2 separate regions of the Mus musculus genome follow, and region 2 is linked to region 1. A link is a contact called in public Hi-C data. All regions are on one chromosome and are shown on one strand. Each heading gives the region's core, a stretch centred on a gene start, on an enhancer-like site or on the middle of the called end of the contact. The rest is flanking DNA. Distances are from core to core; before and after follow the strand shown. Region 1 holds the start of Zc3h3 (zinc finger CCCH type containing 3). Region 2 has its middle 23 kb from the start of Gm35087.

What was found. A called contact is a pair of places that touch in the nucleus more often than the background predicts.
Region 2: a Hi-C map of the N1E-115 cell line shows a contact between it and region 1, with 8 times the contacts expected there. The contact joins the enhancer-like site here to the promoter of Zc3h3 in region 1. A contact is called at or near these places in 5 of 39 promoter capture datasets (the C10 cell line, cranial neural crest, frontonasal cranial neural crest and 2 more), 5 of 484 Hi-C or Micro-C datasets (the Ba/F3 cell line, the N1E-115 cell line, cerebellum and 2 more), 4 of 115 datasets of contacts at active chromatin or transcription factors (embryonic stem cells and pancreatic cancer cells) and 2 of 9 other capture datasets (adipose tissue and pancreatic islet).

What each region holds. Positions count from the first base shown.
Region 1 is chr15:75,839,252-75,845,930 of GRCm38.p6, reverse strand. It overlaps Zc3h3 (zinc finger CCCH type containing 3), which reads left to right and starts at 4,023. Exons shown (of 12, transcript NM_172121.1): 1 at 4,023-4,081; 2 at 5,367-6,675. The coding sequence starts at 4,036. Gm34851 (a long non-coding RNA gene) reads right to left here and starts at 2,426. Exons shown (of 2, transcript XR_384203.2): 1 at 1,845-2,426; 2 at 761-1,130.
Region 2 is chr15:76,152,998-76,159,676 of GRCm38.p6, reverse strand. No RefSeq gene overlaps it. Among named protein-coding and RNA genes, the nearest start is that of Gm35087, 23 kb to the right of the region's middle. Within about 2 kb of position 3,661, at least 82 of the 459 cell types and tissues checked have an H3K27ac peak or open chromatin away from gene starts, as enhancers often do. A contact at or near this core is called in the N1E-115 cell line, cerebellum and pancreatic cancer cells, where this site is marked.

The DNA.
Region 1 (6,679 bases), core at 2,774-5,273:
ACCAGGCTGGCCTCGAACTCAGAAATCCGCCTGCCTCTACCTCCCAAGTGCTGGAATTAAAGGCGTGTACCACCATGCCCTGCTGTTTGTTTGTTTTTCAAGACAGGGTTTCTCTGTTGTTGTCCTGGAACTCATTCTGTAGAGCAGGCAAGTCTGGAACTCATGAGATCCACCTGCCTCTGCCTCCCGAGTGCTAGGACCAAAGGCATGTGCCACCACTGTGCAGCTACCTGCAATTTCTATCATGATTGCTGAGGTCCTCAAAGTCCCTGTTATTGCGTGTACGTGCCATGGGAGCTTCAATAGGTGGGGCTCAGGCCATGGGTTATATCCTTGTCTGTGTGAGCAGGTTCTTCATTAGAAGCACAATTCATATGAATTCTTGACGCAGTGGACATTTTACTCACATATAGAAACATATTTATTTATTTGTGTGTTTGGTTGCATACCTATGCTATGGTATGTACCTGGAGGTCAGATGACATTTTTTTTTTCCCCCCTGATACAGGGTTTCTCTGCATAGCCCTGGCTGTCCTGGAACTCACTTTGTAGACCGGGCTGGCCTTGAACTCAGAAATCCGCCTGCCTCTGCCTCCCGAGTGCTGGGATTAAAGGCGTGCGCCACCACGTTCGGCCAGATGACTTCTTTAAGGACTCAGTTTTCTCCTTCCGCCGAGTAGATTCTAGGGGTCACACTGAGGTCATTAGGTTGGATGGGAAGCATCTGTACCACTGAGTTAATATATACATTTTTACATTATACATTTTATACATCCCTTTATACATAAACTTTGTTTTGCTGAAGATATGTTTTCGAGTAAGATGTTTACATTTAACTAGCACATTTCCACTCCCTGTACTTTTTTATTACTGCAGAACTGAGTTCCCATAGTCAACCTGAAGAAATTTCCTTTACTTTTACTTATTGTGAAGGTCCGTGGTAGATGTGTAAGAAATGAACTGTTATGGTTCATTTTCAGTATGAGGTGAGTTTATAGCTCATCACAGAGTCACAGCTAAGCAGGAAGCAATAGGTCTCCCTCTCCCCTGAGCTGCTGGCTGGTGCTGGCTTCTCTCAGAATTCTGAAGGTTGAAGAGTTGCAGAAGTCTGAGTCTTAGGGTTTCCACTGCTGTGAAAAGACACCATGACTAAGGCAACTCCTATAAAGGACAACATTTAATTGGGGCTGGCTTACACAGTATTATCATGGCAGAAAGTATGGCAGTGTCCAGGCAGGCATGGTACTAGAGGAGCTGAGAGTCCTATTGTCTTCACCCAAAGGAAGCCAGGGGCAGACTGTTTCCTGGCAACAAGGAGGAAGGTCTTAAAGCCCTCCCCCACAGTGACTCACTTCTTCTAACAAGGTCACACCTACACCAGCAAGGCCTCACCTCCTAGTAGTGCCACTCCCTGGGCCAAGCATATTCAAACTATCACATTCCACTCCCTGACCCCCATAGGCTAGGTCAAACACTTGAGTCTATGGGGGCCACACCTAGCCATAGTATAGTGCAAAATACATTTAGTCTTACTTCAAAAGTCCCATAGCCTAGTCTCAGCAATGTTAAAAGTCCAAAGTTCAAAGTCTCTTCTAAGATTCATCTAAACACTTAACTGTAATCTCTTATAAATCAAGATCAAAAAGCAGATCACATACTTCCAAAGTCACAGGATATACATTACCATTCCAAAACATCAGAGTGAGGAAATCCTGAACAAAAGCAAGACCAAATGCCAGCTGGAAACTCCAAACTCTGCATCTCCATGTCTGATTTCAATTCATTTATGCTTAATTGACAATTCTCTTTGGTGGGTTCCACTCCCTATTAGCAGATTTCCTTACCAGGTATCACATAACTCTGGCCTCTGGAATATTTTAGGGTCTCCAAAGCAACTTCAATGTTTATAGTTTCTTGTTTCAATGTCTGGGATCCACACGATTTTCGGGGTTCCTCCAAAGGGACCTGTCATTTCTCCAGCTCTGCCTTCTGTAGCACTCTAGGCTCTGGTTGACTCCATTCCACTGCTGCTGCTGTTCCTGGTGGTCATCCCATGGTGCGGTGCTGGCATCTCTAATACGCTGGGATTTCTCACTGCAATTAGGCGTCGTCAATAGCCTCTCATAGGCTCCCTTTAAGGTACCTGACCTTAACTTCTTTGCATGATCCCTCAGGCCTGGGCCATCAACTGCAACTCAAGCTGCACTTTCACCAATGGCCTTCCCTGGCATCTCACAGTGCCAAGCTAAGCTGCTCTCCATAACACTTTACGCCTTCAAAACTAGTACCACTTGGGTGATTCTTATACATTACCAAGTCTGGCTTCCAGCATGAGGTACATCCCCGGCTATTTCTAGAACACAGCTTCTTTCTGCTTTTAGAAAATACTTCCCAGAAGATTTCACCTCAGTGATGCTGGTCTCTTCATAATCACCACTAATTTCTTAGCTCCAGCTAAACAGCATCAATTGCCCCAGTAGTCCCTTCTATTCTTGACTCTAAAGCCAGAGCCACATGCCCGAAGCTGCTGAGTTCTGCTGCTTGCTGGAGCTGGGACATGGGCACCTTGTCTTATGACATTATCACCAACCTTTTGTTTTTCAACTCCTTCAGTGCCTAACTTGGCTGTCCTGGAACTTTCTCTGTAGATTATGCTGGCCTTGAACTCAGAGATCCTCCTGCCTTTGCCTCCAGAGCACCTGCCTGTCTCTAGAATGCTAGGATTAAATGTGTGTCCCATCACTGCCCGGCCTGCCCGGCTATCTACCCTCACTTCTTCTTTTTTTTTTTTTAAAGATTTATTTATTTATTATATGTAAGTAAGTACACTGTAGCTGTCTTCAGACACTACAGAAGAGGGAGTCAGATCTTGTTACAGATGGTTGTGAGCCACCATGTGGTTGCTGGGATTTGAACTCCGGACCTTCGGAAGAGCAGTCGGGTGCTCTTACCCACTGAGCCATCTCACCAGCCCCTACCCTCACTTCTTAATGCTTGTCTTACAGGTATTCACTATCAAACCCAGCTTCTAGAACTTCTTTTTCAGGCGTAACAGTAGACTATGCAGATGTAGCTCACTGGTAGAGGCTTGGCCGGACTTGAGGCCTTAGGGCTCCAAAGATACTGCACATTCCTACATAGTGGCACACTCTTAATTGCAGCACTTGGGTGGCAGAGGCAGGCAGATTTCTGAGAGTTCCAGGCCAGCCTGGTCTACATAGGGAATTCCAGGACAGACAGAGGTACATAGCGAGATTCTGTCTCTAACAAAACAAATCACTGGATAATATCCCATTTCCATGTAAACAGTCATTCGGGTTAGCTATTATAAATAATGACATACAAATATGTTAGAATCGGTGTTTTCTACGCGTTGGTTATACACCTAGACGTGGGACTGTCTGATCACGTGGTAACTACCGTGAGTTTTTTTTTTTTTTCAGTATTTTCTAGAGGTTGCAGCCTTTCCTACTAAATGCCCTCAAGAATTTTCTTAACACCTGTAATCATCCGAAAAAAAAAATTGCCTCCGATTCCTTTTCGCTGTTCTCGTGCTGCTGCGGCAGCAAAGGCGTTAAAATGGCATCCCTTTGATTCCAGGTCCGGAGGCAGAGGAAAGAGAACTTCCGTAAGTTCGAGGCCAGCCTAGTCTACATAGCGAGTTCCCCAGTTATGTTTCTCTCCAGCCAGAAATACATCCTGTCTCAAACAAATAAATTGATAAAAGGAATTCCTGGGTCTAGGGGAAACTGTTAGCAACCTATCTCCTCCAAGTCTTCCGAGGAACCCCCAGCGGTGGAAATGATGCGCAGGAATTGGTGCAGAAGCCAGATTGCGGGCCACTTCCGGGCGCTTCAAGATGACGGATTTTTCTCGTTCTGCGCATGCGTCCTTCCAGGGTTGCCGGGGCGACGGTGCCTTCCAACCCCGTGTCCACGCATAGTGAAGTTCGGCGTTCTCTCCTCCCCGCCTGCGGGGACCAGTCGCGCGGCGATGACGTCGAGGGGGTCTGGCTAGGCGTCGCGGACTCCGGAGATGGAGGAAAAGGAGCAGCTGCGGCGGCAGATACGCCTCCTGCAGGGTGAGCTGGCTGCGGTCGGGCCGTGTGTTCCCTTGTTTCTTGTGATCGCCGTAGACCCTCTCCGAAGCGAGTGCTGTCGGTTGCGGTCTCCCGATGGTCGTCATGGGTGGGCATCGGAGCGGCCGAGTCGGGTTCGGCCCTCGCGTGACAGACCCGCCAGGCTTCGGGGCGAGGGAGCGGGCCGGGCCTCCAAGGGGCTGTCAGGAGATGATAGCACGGTGGTCTTACCAGCGAGTGGTCGCGGCAGCCGACTTCCAGGTTCGGCTGGCTCGGAAGCGTTTCTCTTCCGCTGCCGTTGAGTGCCTTTGGCTCGATTCAGGCACAGCCCCCACGTACTCAGGGCTGACTACCCAGGCACCAGCTTCAGCTTCAAATGTTTAGACTCAAGTTGGTCTTTATAAGCGTTCATATCGTTTTCAAAGTTTCCCCCACAAAAGCATGTCCTAAGGAGAGTCCAAGTGGCCTTCCTATTTGAGACTACTTCGTGCGTTTCCCTAACACCCGACCGGAGGTGTCTGGCAGGATTCGAGGGTCGAGGCAGGCCCTGTGTGTGTGTGTGTTTGGTTATTGGGGATCCAGCGAGCCTGCTGGCGTTCCTTCACTCTTCTTCCAGGGCTCCATGAGTCACTTCATTGGAAAATCCTTGTGGTGGTGGTATCAGGTGTTTTTCTGTAGGAGATGATGTTAGTTAGCTGTTGGGTCATCATTGTGTTTTTGTTTTTTTGTTTTTTATTTCTGTCTGTCACGTACTGGGTTAGAGAAGCGTCAGTTCTGAGAAGACAGTTATGCACTATGGTGCAGTCCTGCAATTTTCCCCGTGAGTGGGTAAACTACAGGGCCTCAGTGGAAGACTTGTCCAGTTCTTACCCAGGCACCACAGGTTTCTGGTCCCTGACTGTTTTTTTTTGTTTTTTTGTTTTTTTTTTTGGTTTTTTTTGTTTTTTGTTTTTTGTTTTTTTTGTTTTTTTTTTTTTGGTATAGGGAGTGACACTTGCTCTCAGAACATTGTAGATCTCATAGGCCAGGGGGTAGAAGCAGTCATACCACAAAAGCTGCCATCTTCAGGATAAGCAAGCCAAATACTAATAGTGATGGAGAAGTGCTCACAGAATTGACAAGCCTAGAGATTTGGACTGAACTTTACATGGTTTCCAGTCACTTAGGACTGCTCTCAAGTCAGCAAGGCGAGCAGGTCTGGAGTATTAGGGTAGGGGTAGTAGTCTTGATTGGTGCTGTTTTTATTCACATCTCCTAGGTAACTGAGCGTGTGATTCTGCCTTCTCAGGTCTAATTGATGACTATAAAACACTCCACGGCAATGGCCCTGCCCTGGGCAACTCATCAGCTACTCGGTGGCAGCCACCCATGTTCCCGGGTGGCAGGACCTTTGGCGCCCGCTACTCCCGTCCAAGTCGGAGGGGCTTCTCCTCACACCATGGCCCTTCGTGGCGCAAGAAATACTCCCTTGTGAATCAGCCTGTGGAATCTTCTGACCCAGCCAGCGATCCTGCTTTTCAGACATCCCTCAGGTCTGAGGATAGCCAGCATCCTGAACCCCAGCAGTATGTACTGGAGAGACAGGTCCAGCTCAGTCCAGATCAGAATATGGTTATTAAGATCAAGCCACCATCAAAGTCAGGTGCCATCAATGCTTCAGGGGTCCAGCGGGGGTCCTTGGAAGGCTGTGATGACCCCTCTTGGAGTGGCCAAAGACCCCAAGGAAGTGAGGTTGAGGTCCCTGGTGGACAACTGCAGCCTGCAAGGCCAGGAAGAACCAAGGTGGGTTACAGTGTGGACGACCCCCTCTTGGTCTGCCAGAAGGAGCCTGGCAAGCCTCGGGTAGTGAAGTCTGTGGGCAGGGTGAGTGACAGCTCTCCCGAGCATCGGCGGACAGTCAGTGAAAATGAAGTGGCCCTCAGGGTACACTTCCCATCTGTCCTGCCCCATCACACTGCTGTGGCTCTGGGCAGGAAGGTAGGCCCTCATTCTACCAGCTATTCTGAACAGTTCATTGGAGACCAAAGAGCAAACACTGGCCACTCAGACCAGCCAGCTTCCTTGGGGCCAGTGGTGGCTTCAGTCAGACCAGCAACAGCCAGGCAGGTCAGGGAGGCCTCACTGCTCGTGTCCTGTCGAACCAGCAAGTTTCGGAAAAACAACTACAAATGGGTAGCTGCCTCAGAAAAGAGCCCACGGGTCGCTCGGAGAGCCCTCAGTCCCAGAACAACTCTGGAGAGCGGGAACAAGGCCACTTTGGGTACAGTTGGAAAGACAGAGAAGCCACAGCCTAAAGTTGACCCAGAGGTGAGGCCGGAGAAACTGGCCACACCATCCAAGCCTGGCCTCTCTCCCAGCAAGTACAAGTGGAAGGCTTCCAGCCCGTCTGCTTCCTCCTCTTCCTCTTTCCGTTGGCAGTCTGAGGCTGGCAGCAAGGACCATACTTCTCAGCTCTCCCCAGTCCCATCTAGGCCCACATCAGGGGACAGACCAGCAGGGGGACCCAGCAGCTTGAAGCCCCTCTTTGGAGAGTCACAGCTCTCAGCTTACAAAGTGAAGAGCCGGACCAAGATTATCCGGAGGCGGGGCAATACCAGGTGT
Region 2 (6,679 bases), core at 2,412-4,911, 310 kb before region 1:
ATACTTAGATATCATGATCCCTGAGTTGCTTAGATTACTTCTTTTTTGTTGTTGTTGTTGTTGTTTTTGGTTTTTTGGTTTTTTTGGTTTTTCTGAGACAGGGTTTCTCTGTGTAGCCCTGGCTGTCCTGGAACTCACTTTGTAGACCAGGCTGGCCTCGAACTCAGAAATTCGCCTGCCTCTGCCTCCCGAGTGCTGGGATTAAAGGCGTGCACCACCACACCCGGCTTCAATATTTTGAGAATCCAATGCTAAAAATTGTAGCAAATTAAAGGTTGACTTTCTAATATTTTATTCATTATTATTGTTGTTATTATTAATTATTATTGCACTGGTGTTTTTCCCACATGTGTGTCTGTGTAAGGGTTTTGGATCTCCAGAAATGGATCTCCAGAAACTAGAGTTACAGAGTTGTGAGCTGCCATGTAGGTGCTCGGAATTGAACCCCGGTCTTCTGGGTCCAGGGCTCAGTGATTGCTGAGCCCTCTCTCCAGTCCCAGTCCCCTGACTTTTTTTTTTTAGAATGCAGTAGGTGCGTAGGACGGGGACATTTCTGAAAATGGCATTATTCCCATGGACAGTACCAAGAAAATGTGTATTTGACCTTTGCTAACTATGACACACCATTTGATATTGTTTTGTTCGAAGTGACTTTTTTGTTAGGAGAAAAAAACTAACTGAAGAAACCCCAGAACAAAGCCATATTTGAGAACAGCCCCTGTGAGCTGGCTTTCGTACAGCCATGTCTCCTTTAGAGAAGTCTTACAGACATTCTTCAGATGTGCCCGCACTTGCCACATTCCTGGGCTGTGGGGTAAAGCTGGAATGAACTCCTAGAACCTGTGTAGCCTGGTGGCTTCCAGCAGGTGAGCTGTTCCCACAGGACTGAGCAGAGATTCTGATGAAAGACAGTAGAGCTAAAACCTTTGATCAGAACACAGGATCAGAGCTGAACACTTGAATGCTTGTATGATTTTTTTTTTTTTAAGGGGCACAAAGAGTTTCTAGCTGATTCTGGACTTTGTTGAATGCCTGTGTAAGAAATAGGAAAGTAACCTTTAAAAGAATGAAAGGACAGAGGGCTGTCAAGCCAGGAAGCAGCTAACTGAGCTCAAACAAAGGGGTATTATAAAGCCTTGGTAGGGGAGACAAGCTCCGGGGGAGGGTGGCGTCCCTGACCTGCCAACACTTGTAATTGTTACATCAGACAGATGGGAACTGCCCAGCCCTGCCAGGGTGGGGTACCTTTCTCCTTTCTCTGTTTCCAAGGGTGTTTTATCTGCTGTTTATTTTCCTGGTTCTGTAAAAGCCTCGGGTGACACATTAATATTTCAAACGCGATTGCCAAAAACCCAAAACAAAACAACTAGCCCCAACCTGGGCACATGTGGTGCCTGAAGTTCTGGGGAGCCCCTGGCTGTCTCCCTCATGATCTGACTCCAGGGCTTCTGTATTCTCTGGGCGGTTAGGGAAGGTGATATCCAGTGTTACAGAAAGATGTACTGTGCCCTGGCAAGTGCCCATGGATCAGGTCTGCTGGTGTGCCACCGAGCCCTCTGTCCCCCTCTGAGGCTAACTATGTCCCATGTCCACTGTGGATAGGAGGCAGCTTCCCATGTTTGCTGAGCACCAGCCCAGCCCAACCCTTGGAGGACTGAGCACAGGTGCCACTCCAACCCCGCTTGGCAGGCGAGTTCATGAGGGCTCGCCCTCCTCAGGCTCAGCATGGACAGCATGACCTTGATCTCTCGGTGCCTTGTGGGACCCTGGCTGGCCATCCCACAGCAATGGAAGCTTATCCACAGTCAGCTGCATTTGTAGGCTCCAGGCAGATGGCGTAAAGAACAGCACACCTCGCCGGGCGTGGTAGTGCACGCCTTTAATCCCAGCACTCGGGAGGCAGAGGCAGGCGGATTTCTGAGTTCGAGGCCAGCCTGTCTACAGAGTGAGTTCCAGGACAGCCAGGGTTACACAGAGAAACCCTGTCTCAAAAAAATGAACAGCACACCTCGATAGGAATGGGAGGTATCCGGCTATCCACTCCAGAAGGTTCTGAGGTAGAAGAACCTCTTATCTCCAGCCCCACTCTGTCTCCCTGTCTGACACAGCAGGGTGTCCTGAGGGTCCCCAACTCCTGGGATAAAAGGGACCCAACGTGACTGAGAGAACACCAAATTTAAGATGCGTCTTATTTAAGATAGAGCCTCATTGGAGTGTGAGCCAATTGCTAGATGTTTTGTTTTAAGACAGGGTCTACCTCGCTGTATAGCTCTGGTGTCCTGGAACTCACTATGTAGACTAGGCTGACTTCAAACTCATAGAGATCTGCCTGCCTCTGCATCTGGAGTGTTGGGATGAAAGGTGTGTACGACGTTCAGCCAGTGGCTCGTCTCCGTGGACATCTCCTCAAAGGACAGGGTTTCTTGTTCTTATTCACTCAGAATAAAAGCTTTATCATGTGGAAAAGCACCTGCAAGATGGGACTTGAACATTCCTCAGCCCAGCCTCTTAAATCTATGCATTACAAAGTCAATTGCTCATCTGCAGGAGCTCTTGGAAGTCAACCATCATCTGTAAACTGACATACGGGGCATGGGGGTGGGTGAATCTTTTATCTGTATTTTTTTTTCCTTCTTTCTCTCTGAGAAGGTCTTAGTACACACAAGCTAGCCTTGACCTCATCGTGTAGCCCAAGCTGGCCTTGAACTTGACCCTCCTACTTCAACTCTCTACATGCTGGGGTTACAGGCATTTGTCACTTATATAACCCTGTATAACCCTTCCCTAATGGGGCCTCTAGGTACCCAAATGCTGGGACAGGGACATTTCTGTCTATGAGAACGTAACAGATTGGGAACACCAAGCACACAGTGGACGATTCCCACGCCCCCATCAGAGCCCTGCTTGCTGAATTCACCAGCCTTGATTCTCACACATTCCAGAGCCTGTTAGGAGGAAAGTCTGAATCCTCCAAATGACAAGAGTCAGCAAGATATCCAGGAGGGTGGTGCAGTATCAAGAGAGGGCATTTGCTGTAGGACTGGATGGGGCCACCGTTTAAAGGACTATTAGCCACAGAAGGTCAGAGAAGAATAGATGGGAGTCATTAAGGACCTTAGGCTCGTCTTCCCTTCCCTGGGTTCCTCTTTCAGGTTTGGTCAAAAGATGTTGGGCCCTGGGGCCCTGGGCGACACTGGATGGCCAGGCTGCTGGCTGGGCCCCTGTCTTCACCCTCACATCTCACCAGTTGAGGCCCTGCCTGGCCCTCCTTGAGGACAGGGGTTGCAAGAGACAGATCGGGATATATGCTAAAAGCACTTCAAATTTCTCCCCTGGCCTGACCTTTCTTCTGTCTTGGAGGCCAGCTCAGAGCTGCTCCAGCAAGGACCCCTGGGCTGAGGAGCCGCAGAGCTGCAGAGTCTCAGAGTCGCGGAGTCGCAGAGCCACCTCTGAGATGCACTGTTGTGTCACTGACTTCTCCCTTAGTTGTTTCATGACTTCATGTGTGTATTTTAACAAAGCAGCCAGGCGCTGTTATGAGACGCGTCCAGCAGAGGGTAGCAAAGGCTCTTGTTCCAACAAACTCAAGGGCTCCTGGCTCATGCGTGTTGCCAACAGAAGAAAGAGGGTATTGTGTTGGATCTGAGAGGAGCCACCTCAGCTCTTGCAGGACCAAAGGCCTGGGCAGCCTGACATCATCTCAAACAACCCGTGCCCTTGACACTTGAACACACAGCTGACCAGGGTCTCTGGAGAGACGTCGCTGTCTGGGGACAGCAAACAGCCAGTGAGTGCATCCTGGAACAGACTCTCCTCACACACAAGATTCCATATCGCCAAACACCGTGACCCCAGGCAGAAAAGCTTTAGGAAACTCATTGAATAGGAGTTCTTCTAACTGATAACTTCTCTCTCTTTTTTAAGACAGGGTCTCACTATGGAGAGGAGATGGGCCTCGAACTCACCTACCTCTGCCTCTTGAGTGCTGAGATTAAAGGCTTGTGCCACCATGCCCCTCCCCACCACTACAGACACTCTCTCTTAAAATATTTTTAGATGGATTTGCGTTTCGTGTGTGTGAGTATTTTGCCTGCATGTATGTCTTGTGTATCATGTGTGTTCTGGTATTTGTGGAAGCCAGAGGAGTCCCCTAGAATTGGAGTTACAGATGGGGTGAGCCTCCATATGGATGCCAAGAATCAAGCCTAGGTCTTCTGGAACAGTAAGCCAGTGCTCTTAATCCTGGAGTATTTATTAAAAATAGATCCCGGTTACTGCATATAATATATAAAGGAAAAGAATGTGCATTTTGTTTTATTCAAGTCTCTTTGGGCATGAGGAGGAAGATTGTATGACCAACTGGTCAAAGGAGATGAACAATAGCCCTGGAAACATAGTGGGTGCCTTATAGCCTCAGCCAGTGAACCTACAGGCCTGATTTGCATGTGACCACAAGATTGAGCAGGAAGTAGGAAAACATTGGGAAGAGAAGTCAGCCTACAGTGTAGATGACACTCAAAGCAGGTTTGGTGCCATGATGTTCCAAGATCCTCTCCCACATGACCCCTTAGGGTTGCAACCCGGCCTCTAAAGGATCTGACATTTCCCTATGCCAGCAGGCTCTAACCCTGCTAATGCTGCGACCCTTTAGTGCACTTCCTAATGTTTTGGTGACCCCCCACCCATAAGGTTATCTCACTGCTACTTTATAATGGTGATTTTGCTACTGTTATGACTCCTGATGCCAACACTTGCATCTGCTGATGGTCTTAGGCAACGTCTGTGGAAGGGTTGTTCACCACCGAAGAGGTCACGGCCCCCCATGGGTTGATAGCCTGTGCCTTCTGACATCATCTTCGGAGAATATCTCAAATGAGAGAATGTGTCTAAATCCAAAAGAAAAAAAAAGGAAAGAAAGAAAGAGAGAGAGAGAGAAGGAAAGGAAAGGAAAGGAAAGGAAAGGAAAGGAAAGGAAAGGAAAGGAAAGGAAAGGAAAGGAAAGGAAAGGAAAGGAAAGGAAAGGAAAGGAAAAAAGAGAAGCTTGAACATGAATTGTAAAACTCTAAGGGCGATGCCTCAGAGCTCCCAGCCCCAGCCCCTGACCTGCTCAGCCAAGCACTCCTTTGTTGCCCTCTGGCTATGCAAAGCTATCGCAACAGTGTATCCATTGTTTTTGGAAGGAAACTCGAGGCTTTTTTCCACATGGTCTTAAAAATATTTTATTGATCTGTGGAACTATACAAATAAAATGTCTGTATGGAAATTCTACTAAGATGTGTACTGGGTGGTGCATACATCCCCTAACATTTCAGTGCAAGAGAGCTTGAAGGTCCTCAGTGGCTGGTGCCTGCTTTCAGAGGGTTAATAACTCTGAAGACACCCAAACAAACAAACACACTAACAAACTAACAAACAAACCTGTTAGATGGGGAGAGTGCTTTTCACTTGGCAGAGATAGAGTGGTATTTAGCGACATCGGTACCACATGACGTAAGCAGAACCATCATCCACGCATGCCTCATTCATCCTACTTGGGGTTATACCTCACACGACCAAGACCCTTGTGGTAGTTTGAATAGATATGACCCCCATAGACTTATGTGTTTGAATTCATGGCCCATAGGGAGTGGCACTATTAGGAGATATAGCCTTCTTGGAGGGAGTGTGTCACAGTGGGGGTGGGCTTTGAGGTCTCCTATGCTCAAGCTCTGCCCAGTGTGGAATACAGTCTCCTTCTCTGCCTTTGGATCGAGATATAGAATTCTGGCTCCTCCAGCACCATGTCTGCCTGCACACTGCCATGCTTCCCACCATGATGATAATGGACTAAACCTCTGAAACTAAGCCAGCCCCAATTCAATGTTTTCCTTTATAAGAGTTGCCTTGGTCATGGTGTCTCTTCACAGCAATAAAGCCCTAATTGAGACAACCCTTTCCCTGGCATGAGGTGTAGGGTGGTCACTGGGACTGTGCACTGATGCCCCTGTGTCTCCAGTCACACAACAGAGGGAAGCACTGCCTTGTCCTCTTCTGGTCCACTAGGCTGTGTCACCAGTAATAGCCAGTGAGGTAATGGTATTTAGTGCCAGAGAGTGCTAAGCACTCTTACCCCACCATCAGTCAGGAAGAACCACACTGCTCTAGATGGTTGGCTAGGTCCTGGAGTAAAGATGACAGAACTGAGCCTCAGCCAACCCCTGCAGGCGACACGAGTGAGAAGAGGCTGTAACTCTTCAGTCTCTGGGATGCTGGGGATGCTGTCAACTTGACACAATCTAGAAAGTCCTAGGGGACCTTAGTGAGGGGATTGTCTCTATCTAGGTTAGCCTTTGAGCATGCTTGTGAAAGATTGTCTAGATTTGTAATTGGTGTTGGAAGACCCAGCCCACTGTGAGCAGCACTATTCCTTAGGCAGGGGATCATGAACTGATTTCTCTCTGCTTTGGACTATAAATGTACTGTGACTCCCTGCTTCAGGCTCTCGACATCTTGACTGCTTCACAGTAAAGGGCTGTAACCTGGAACAGTGAACTAAAATAAACCTATTATCCTTGGGTGTTTTGTTTGTTTGTTTGTTTAGTGTTTTTTAAATGTATGAATACACAGTAGCTGTTCTTAGACACACCAGAAGAGGGCATCAGACTCCATTACAGATGGTTGTGAGCCACCATGTGGTTGG